2 separate regions of the Mus musculus genome follow, and region 1 is linked to region 2. A link is a contact called in public HiChIP or PLAC-seq data. All regions are on one chromosome and are shown on one strand. Each heading gives the region's core, a stretch centred on a gene start, on an enhancer-like site or on the middle of the called end of the contact. The rest is flanking DNA. Distances are from core to core; before and after follow the strand shown.

Region 1 (5,000 bases), core at 16-2,515, 290 kb before region 2:
TTTTTTCTGAAATTTATTATATATTTTAACTTTTATTGTCTAGTAATTTATTGATAATAGATCTATAGCATTTAATCTTAAAGGCTAATACAACAGCCAAACAAAACAAAATATATTAATCTGCATTCAAAGATGGAGCATTCAGCAGGTGAACATACTGGGTTAGGCTGTTATTATTTTGTTTTCTGTACATTATCTGCATTGCTATGTAGTTTATATGTAAGATAAACAGGTGGTATGTGTGTATCTGGTATGTGCGTGGCATGCATAGTATATTTGCAACATCTGTGTGTGTCATACATGTCATATATTTGTGATAGATGTGTATAGTATATACGTTTGGTATATGTGTATGGTGTTTTGTATGGTATTTGTATATATGTGTGAGTGATGTATCTGTGTGGTAAGTTTGTTATATGTCTATTTTGAATATATTTTATGTATTGGCACACACACACACACACACACACACACACACACACACATATATATATATATATATATACACACATATATGTGTGTGTGTTTGTGTGCGTTATAGTATATGTTCTGTTGTATGCAGTCTCTCTGTCTGGTATATGTATATAATGTATGTATGTGGCATATATGTGTGGTAAATGAGTATGGCATCTATGTACAGAATATATGTATAATGGATATGTGTGTTGGATATGTTATATGTGTGTTCTGTATCTGTACATGTTACATGTGTGTGTGTGTGTGTGTGTGTGTGTGTGTTGACAGATAACCAGAAGTTGGAGAAGGACACCCAGAGTGAAAGGCTCCCTTGAGACAGAAGCTATCTTGGCATTCAGCAATCCTTCTGTCTCTGTCCCACATGCATTGAGTTTGCAGGTATACACAGCTATGCCTAGTTTCAATGTGTGTGTGTTAAGGACTTGAAGTCAGATCTTCACACTCAAGCAGCAAGTTTTCTTAGGCACTGAGCCATCTCTCCAAACCCATTTTGCAATGTTTAATGTTTAGAAATAATTATTAAAAATTATTAATTCATAGTTAGGCATAGTGGTATGAACTTTTAATTCTAGCACCAGGAAAACAACAATGGGTGCATCTTTGTGAGTTTGCAAGCACCCTGCTCTACATAGTTCCAGATAAGCCAGGACACACAGTGAGACCCTTCTGTTTACAAATTACTTTTCAAACTAATGTCATCAAATAAATTATTACCTAAGAACAGTGCAGCCACCATTCTCTGGCATTCTTACATACTGCTTCTGGACAATGAATTTGCTTCAACCAGGACCTGATTCATCATTAAAGCATCAATGGAACTTGGCAAATTCCCAGCTCTCTGCATCCACACTTGTCATCCTGTGCTTGAACATTTGCTTATGCCTCCTTACCATTACCTTGATGTCCTGGCCATGGGTTGACGGCTAATATGGGCTTGCTATAGATATGCCTACCCACTTCCCTGATGACAAATTGGAGTCTTTTAACTTCCTTTTGAGAAAGATGGCATTGGTTGCTGCCTCACTGCCTGGCCTACAATTACATCAGAAATGTTCACTCAGCACCGCTTCTGTCTGAGGATGTTCTGCACTATAACCTTTCTCGTCGTGCAAGGTGGGAAACAGGGCTCTTGGGAGGTTTCTGAGTTTTTTGTTTTTCTTTTTACTATAGAAAAATACATTTAAAGAGTAATCTTAAAGAAACATATTTCAGAAAATGGCTTTAATGAGCAGTGACTCCCTTTGCCTATATTTAGCTGAGGTATTTTCCTGTGAAATAGAGATCTTAGCAGGCTGCCACTCATCATTTTCTGTGTTCAATACTCACCACTGTAAAATGGTCCCAGTTTATGTGCTCCAAGCACTTATTTCCATGCTCATTCTTTTTTCTTAAAGTGAAAATAACACCTTGTTACCTAGAGGACCAAATGCATTGCAAATAACAAACACTATCTGATTTTCTAGAGCCACCTTGTGCTCTCATAGATTTAGCAGATCTAAGCGTCAAAGGGGAAAAGTCTCAATTCTACTATATGAAAAAATTCCTAAATTCCAGAAGGGTGAATGAACAGATGGGTACTTTTGGGACATGTGTGTGTGTGTCATTTTTGTTTTACATTTCCTTGGCTCTGCAAGAGAACACATTTCTACAAAGCATGGTAGCTAAAGGGAGGGATCATGTTAAACTAAACCTGGAAGCAAGAAATGAGAAGTAAATAGTTTAGCAAAAATGCAGTTCCATATGTTAATTCTGAAAAGTTTCATTATTGAAACCACAGATTTAAAATAACAGAGCCACAGTCTAAGACACAAGAGATAAATAGTGGCTGCTGGAACAGAAATTACTTTTCTTGCTTGAAGGTATATATGTCATTCCACTCATTCATAGATGTATTTGGGCCTTCTGTTCATTAAGGAAATTCAATGTTTTAATAAACATCTGTAAAAAGCCACTACAGATTAGGACTCCTGCTCTCAAGTGGCAATTTCCTACCTAGGAATTGAAGCTCTAGTTTCCAACAGCACAGAAGTATGGCTACAGATTCACTTCTTGCCACAAGCATACAATGCTGGTGAATACTAAGTTATAATGCCAAGGCAATTGCCAAACACATCCAAAGAGAAAACTGAAAAACAAAAAAACAAACCAACCAACCAACCAACCACCCAGATTGTCAGAATGAAGAATGAGTTCTGACCAGAGCTAATTAATATAGGAACATTTTATAGTGTTGGGTAGCCAGGATGTTGACAGATGCCTTACAACATATATATATATATATATGTATATGTATATGTATATGTATATATGCACTTAGGGGTAAATGCTTACATTTAGACAAGAGTTTTATACTTTGGTTCCTGTGAAGCACGCCTCTCTGAAATGGATGGCCTAGTCAGCCATCACTGGAAAAAGAGGTCCATTAGACTTGCAAACTTTATATGCCCCAGTACAGGGGAACGCCAGGGCCAAAAGGTGGGAGTGGGTGGTTAGGGGAGTGGGGGGGGGTGGAGGGTGTGGGGGACTTTTGGGATAGCATTGGAGATATAAATGAGGAAAATACCTAATAAAAATATTAAAAAAAAAGAAATGGATATTTCACATTGGTTGAGTTACCTACTCTGTGAAAATACCTGACAGGTTGCAAGATATCTTTCCCCAGGTTTGCTGGAAAGCAGAAACACCACCAACTAACTAACAAATGAAAAACAACTTTCTTGAGAAATTCAAAGCCTAAACTAATGTCTTAGTTAAGGTTTTACTGCTGTGAACAGGCACCATGGCCGAGGCAAGTCTTATAAAGGACAAAATTTAATTGGGACTGGCTGATAGGTTCAAGGTTCAGTCTCTTATCATCAAGGCAGGAGCATGGCAGCATACAGGCAAGCTTGGTGCAGGCAGAGCTGAAAGTTCTACATCTTCATCTGAAGCAGCTATGAGATTATTGACCTCCAGGCAGCTAGGACAATGGTGTTAAAGCCCATGCACACAAGGCCACGCCTATTCCAACAGGGCAATTCTTCCCAACATTGCCACTCCCTGGGCCAAGCATATACAAACCATCACACCTACCATGTGCAGAGGTGTGGCAAGCCATGTTTTATTACTAGCTGGAACATAATGTTGACTCAGAAACAGTAGGAACTCTGGTACCAGGCAGATGAAATCCTTGACAGTTTTCATAACCTATACTGGTAGGGATTCCAAGACTCACAGAGAAAAGGATAGTGTATTTATTAACTTGCACGTCCAATACATGTGTTAAAGAATCATGTCATGGTTTGTGTGACCCTTTGCATATTTTCCATTCGAGGTGGTGCTCTGCATGGAATACTACTAGAATCAGATAGTGGGTGATTGGGCATTTCCCTTTCTTTTCTTTTCCTCTCTCCTCTTCTTTTCTCTCCTCTTCTCTGTCTTCTCTAATCTTTTCTTTCTATCCTTTTCTTTTGTTCCTTCCATTCTTCCTACAGTTTCATTCACCAGTATCTTTTTGTTTTTTAGAGACAAGATTTTTCTATACTGTCTTAGTTGCTATTGAACTTATAATTCTCCTGCCTTAGCTCTGGGTTGTTAAGATCCCAGTGAAAAACACAATGTCCAGCTCATGGTGCATTATTTTCTTTGATTTTTCTATGTAAGAAGCAACCACACAGAAAAAATTCTAATGAGAAAATGTATGAATTTACAAAGAAGAGAAACAGGGAAAGTAAAGTAAAGGAAGGACCCAGTGCCTATAAAGACAGTGACAGAGGGCTTTTCATATTTGCTTCATTATTTCTCAGGTATAGGAAGGATCCTAAATTGGAATATTTAAAATGAAGTTCTGGCCTTTTTGTATGACAGTTAGAAATGTGGGCAAAGCAAAGGGGAAAGTTTGAAGAACACCTAGACAAAGAAGGGCTATTGTAACTAAAACTGTGGAAGTCATTATGATAATGATCACATCACCTAATATGAGACCCTGCACATGAGAGTTTGTGTAGACAAAACCAAATAAATCAAGAAACAGAACATCATATACCACATGGGTCTAACAAATAGCTATAGAATATTCTACGCAAACAAGAAATTTTATTAGCATGCCTAAATACAATAATATATGAAGCTTTTTAAAATAAACCACATACTGGTTTTGGACACAAAAAATCTCAACAAATATAGAAAATTTGAAATAATTTTATGTATTGATATGACCACAGTGTAATAAAACTTAAAAATCAACATAAAAATCATCATCTCTACTACTTAGACATTCTCATGAATATTCAACAATACATTACTCTGTGGTGAAAACGTCAAAGATATAAAAGGAGTAATAAAAAAATCCTACTTGAAAATGCAAACAAAACACAACAAAAATCTCTGGGTCACATGAAAAGTGATCCCAAGAGGAAGTTTATAGTTCTAATTACATATTTTTAAAAATATGGAAGAACAGAAATAAATAACTTAATGATACAATTCAAGAGTTTTGAAAACCAAGTACAAACAAATCCATTAGATTAGTAGAAACAATAAAA
Region 2 (4,551 bases), core at 1,725-4,224:
CTCCCAGCTTATATGGCGATTTAGGATTTGCCACAGAAGAATTTAGATATAATATGGCTTAAACGATTAGGATTATAGTTGCTGCGCCTCGTGATTGAGTTACCATTGTTTCTGCACTAAGTTTGTGTGGTGTTTTCCTTCATGCAGTGGTTCGATTGGGTTCAAGAAAGAAAGGTACTGTGGCAAAGTTTGCCAGAGGTGCACTACAAAGGCCTTGTGGGTTTTGAAGCATGGGGCTAGCATGGTAGTGACCCACCAGTGGGAACCTAGTGAGCTGGGTGGAGAGATTTTGGAGCTCTGAGTCAGAGTCTCCATGAGATAAGAACTGGCCAGGGTTGAGAGTAGCTGGGTGAAGCCCAGGAACTTGCCTTTTTCTTTTAATATTTTCCACAACAGCTATACCCTGAGCAACTAATTACCTCCTATGATGTCTCACATCTATTAAAGGTGCCGCGACTTTCTCAGCTATCTGTTACACTAAGTATCAAGTTTGCAATGCATGATCCTTGGGCAAATACCCAGGAATAAAATAATCAAAATCACAGAAGAGGGGAGATGCCAAGGGAACATAAGTCTGTGATATTGGAGGGAAATAGGAAAGGCCCTGTCATATAGATAAAAAATATGTGGTTTCTTCTCCAAGTGAGCATATATTCTTGAAGACTTGCAGACAGCTGTGCCTTGAGGGTGCTACATAGTAACAAGGCCAGGTGATCATTACAGGCTGAATGACCGATAGTAGCTTTGGTTTTTGACCTTAAAGTTGGCTCCTGTTTATTTTCAGGTAGAAAAAAGTTCTGGTAAGGAGCACTTCTAGCATCTCTGGTAATTTCTCATATGTGAAAAGGTTGTACAGGTTTTGTTGTGGGGGAGGAGGGAGTTGGCCACAGGTGTAATTCCTCAGTTCAGAATCTCTCTTTATGGTATAAAGATCTTTGAGTCTTTCTTGCACTAATTAAAACAGATACATTATCATGCTGCTTAAATTACAAGTCTGATAAAGTTTCAGAGTATCATAACAGAGAAACAAGTCCCCAAAATGGGAAAAAGTGGGAAGACTAGCCTCCTAGCAATGAATCCTATGATAAGAGATTTCCCAGATAATTTAACTCTGACATAGCAGAGACAATGGAGACTTCAAGAAACATAATGGTATCACCTAGCTAGACTGTGGGTAGTATGGGTGAGCTGGGTTTAGAGCACACATTTTTAGAGGTCTCCTAATGTTCTTTCAGGATATGTCAGCTCTGTTCTAAGTTGATAGTCACTTTAGAGTCTAAAACTAAAGCATCTTTCTGAGCCCTGGTTGCTTTTTACTCAGTTTTGAGTGGAGGAATAAGAGGAAGGACCAGTCAGTGCACTTTGTTATGACTCTGGGTATATTAAAACATAAAGATACATTACTGGGCGATTATAAAGCATGCAGCATATTTTAAATGTTTACATTTAGCTAAATAGAAATTCTAAGAAGTACAATTTATTTTATTATTCACAAGATTGCCTAGGACTTGGAAAATTATTGACATATTCTCTCAATCTGCTCTCTGTATCTCAGAAACTAAATAAATCAGCTTGCTTAGTGATAAAATCAGAACTAAGGCTGAGGCCTAGACTAAATGACCCTCCCTGCTCTTATGTGACAAGCCTGTTATCAGCAGTCCTTCAGCCTGTGTCCACTGTGAGGAACCCTGTCTCCTAGCTGTTCTCCTCTGTAGGTTAAAGTGGGCTTCTGCAAGGACTATGTATCTTGACATTTCTTTGAGCTTCTGACATTGTGCTGAATGACTTGAGCTGTTATCTGTCCTGATTTGAGCCTTCTTAGCAGGCTCTGCTATCACAACCCTGTGTAATTCTCAATGACCCTAACAGCCTGGCTTTCCTATCAGCAAACTGATTGTCCTCTCTTTACCATCTTTTACTGAAAACAGAACTGATAAAGAAGGGAGAAAATGCTTGCTTAATCTGTGCTAAAAAATGTCATAGGACTGGCAAACAAAGCAGACAGTGGTTCAGAGGCTCCTCCAAGGAAGCCTAGCTCTGGCTTGAAGACTAATCTTAGCTTCCACTTTGTAGCTGTGGACAAGTGCCCATGTAGATTGCTTCCAATGCAACCCTAACATCTCATAGACTTATTCCAAGAGGACAGTATTTCTTGTCCCTGAAAGGCAGTGGGTCTGAAATATCAGTTCCTTCCAGAAAGATCATATGTGGAGATCAAGAGAAAAACCCCTCAATGGGTTGCTCCACAGAATTCCAGACTTTCCCTGTACAGCCACAGAACACCATAGAAACTCAGCAAATTACCTTCCATCTTCTGACGTGGGGGCACATTTGAGTGAAATTGAACTAGAAAAAGCCCCTTTGAGCCCATTGAAACAGGGGCATGCCATCTGCCCTCTATTTGTGACCAGAAAGCTCATGCAAAAGAACTACAGGATGCTAACCATGAGTTAAGAAAATGTTACTAAAGAAGAAAGTGTCCCACTTGTCCTGTAACAAGTCCCAGACCCAGGCTTTATGGGAAGAAGCAGCAGGTTAACCTGCCCTTCCTGCCTACCATCAAGCAAACCTCAGTGAGATCCAAGAAATCGCACAGTGGCCAAACATGAGGTTGCTTTTTATATCTATTGTTTTTATGGCAAGCAGATGTGCTTGGTACCTACATTTAAGTACTCATTGATTTAGATGTTGATTTTGCAGACTCATAGAAATTACAGCATAGGCTCTGTTTGTCCCATTCCTGAGGGGGGAACATGCAGACTGTCTCTGTTGCTAGAGCTGTGATCCTGCTCTACCTCATGTTCCTCCTCCTACAGAGCTAAGGTGGCTACAGGCTCCCTGTTGGCTATACACATTGTGTAGAGTTACAGTAGATGAGTGAGATCCTGTTAGAAGCAACTGTGGTTATAAGAGTACCCCAACAGGCATCCCTGAGCATAGCCCAGTAGGCTGCAGTTGCTTTTGTTGTGATTCTTGTATACTTAGCCTTACACAGTGAACTAAAGTGGTTGGGATGGACCTTGGCAGAAAGCAGTGACACATGTTATCTCTGCTTAGCCAAGGCTTAAGCTTGGGGCCAGACCTCCAATCCTACAACTTCTCTTTACTGTGTTTGCTCCTGTTGGGTGGATAGGTTACTGATGCTCCTTGTCTACTCCACTGAGCAAGGTGAGATAAGTTCACTCAACTATAGGTCTCTCTGTTCAGATCAGGACCCAGAAGCCTAACCACATTCTCTGCTGCACAAAACATTAACATTTGCAGGAGAAAAGTAAACCACAAAAATGTGGCCATTTGCCCAAACTGCATGACACAAAGACTATGTAGATATTGAGGTCATTTTGATGCCACATGGTTATTGAAATACACTTTCTCATCATTGAGCTCAAAGGGCAAAGAGCTCAATTTAGTGCAAACTTCACTGAGTTGCTGTAAGGCCTATTTAGCACAACTCACATGAGCAAGGTACTCTTGACCTAGCCTGTTCAGCCTCATAATCCTACATACACTTTTCTCTGTAAAACTACCATACCTTAAATATGGAAGTCTTCTACCCTAATCAGTTCTACCTGCTGATGGGGATGACTTTGAAGTCATCTAGTTCAAACCCTGCTCTGTAACATTAACTCTATCACATCAGTACCATGTGGATGAAATCTTTTGCTTGAGTTAAAGTCCTTAAATGGCCACTGACATCTTTGCTTGCTTTGTATACACTTGCTTTTTATTTTACCTGAAGCTGGGTGTTTTGTTTTGTTGTTACTGTTGCTTTGTTCCTTCTCAGAGGTGTTGAAGTCTTCCTGCTTCTCCTTAGGTATACTGAACAGTTCGTGTTCCTCCTTGGGTATATTTAACCTGTCCTGTTCTTTCTCTGGTGTGTACTAAAGGGAGGTCATAGCTTCCCAAGTATGTTGGGAGTATTAAGCTATAATGTTTCTGCAGAGACTCCTGTCTGTGGTTTTAAAGTCACATTCCTTTATCTATTAAGACAGTTCATATCTCCTTCATGAACTGTGCTGCTGAGATATTTTTCCATCCATGTATGGCAGAGTTATTATAGAAATTCCTCCTGTAGATTGACTGGTTATTTGCCAATTTCACCATTCTTTGGGATGAGAAAGTAGCAGAGATTGTTCTGTCTATTCAAATGTGAGTAATTTCTGAGGTTTATAATGAGGTTAGCAACACTGTTTAGATTCACATCTTTACAATCAATTGTCCCCAAAGTGGTGGAAATGGGAACATGTTTCTGCATAATTTTCTGTCATAGGTTTATAAGAAGTCCATTTGGAATGTTTAGCCTACAAAGATTATATTGGATTCAAGGTCCAGTTAATTTGTTGCTACATTCATTATGGTAACACATCCACTTCATGGAATCTATGGCTGTCATCCCACAAAACATAGTTAGTTTGATGCCTTATTGATTATGTTTCAGTTTTAAGGAGACAAATGCTACTGGAATTAAATCTATTCATTTCCCAGATAAACTATAAACAAGACCTATAGTAACTATCTCCCATTGTCCTCCTGACTCCACCATTGCTCCCT

The links. HiChIP or PLAC-seq counts read pairs in DNA pulled down with a chosen protein or histone mark.
Region 1: a contact with region 2 is called in a FOXA1 HiChIP or PLAC-seq map of pancreatic cancer cells. The contact joins two enhancer-like sites. A contact is called at or near these places in 1 of 484 Hi-C or Micro-C datasets (the AML12 cell line) and 1 of 115 datasets of contacts at active chromatin or transcription factors (pancreatic cancer cells).

What each region holds. Positions count from the first base shown.
Region 1 is chr13:16,742,951-16,747,950 of GRCm38.p6, reverse strand. No RefSeq gene overlaps it. Among named protein-coding and RNA genes, the nearest start is that of Gm25020, 460 kb to the left of the region's middle. Within about 2 kb of position 1,265, at least 5 of the 459 cell types and tissues checked have an H3K27ac peak or open chromatin away from gene starts, as enhancers often do. A contact at or near this core is called in pancreatic cancer cells, where this site is marked.
Region 2 is chr13:16,452,169-16,456,719 of GRCm38.p6, reverse strand. No RefSeq gene overlaps it. Among named protein-coding and RNA genes, the nearest start is that of Gm31711, 190 kb to the right of the region's middle. Within about 2 kb of position 2,974, at least 8 of the 459 cell types and tissues checked have an H3K27ac peak or open chromatin away from gene starts, as enhancers often do. A contact at or near this core is called in pancreatic cancer cells, where this site is marked.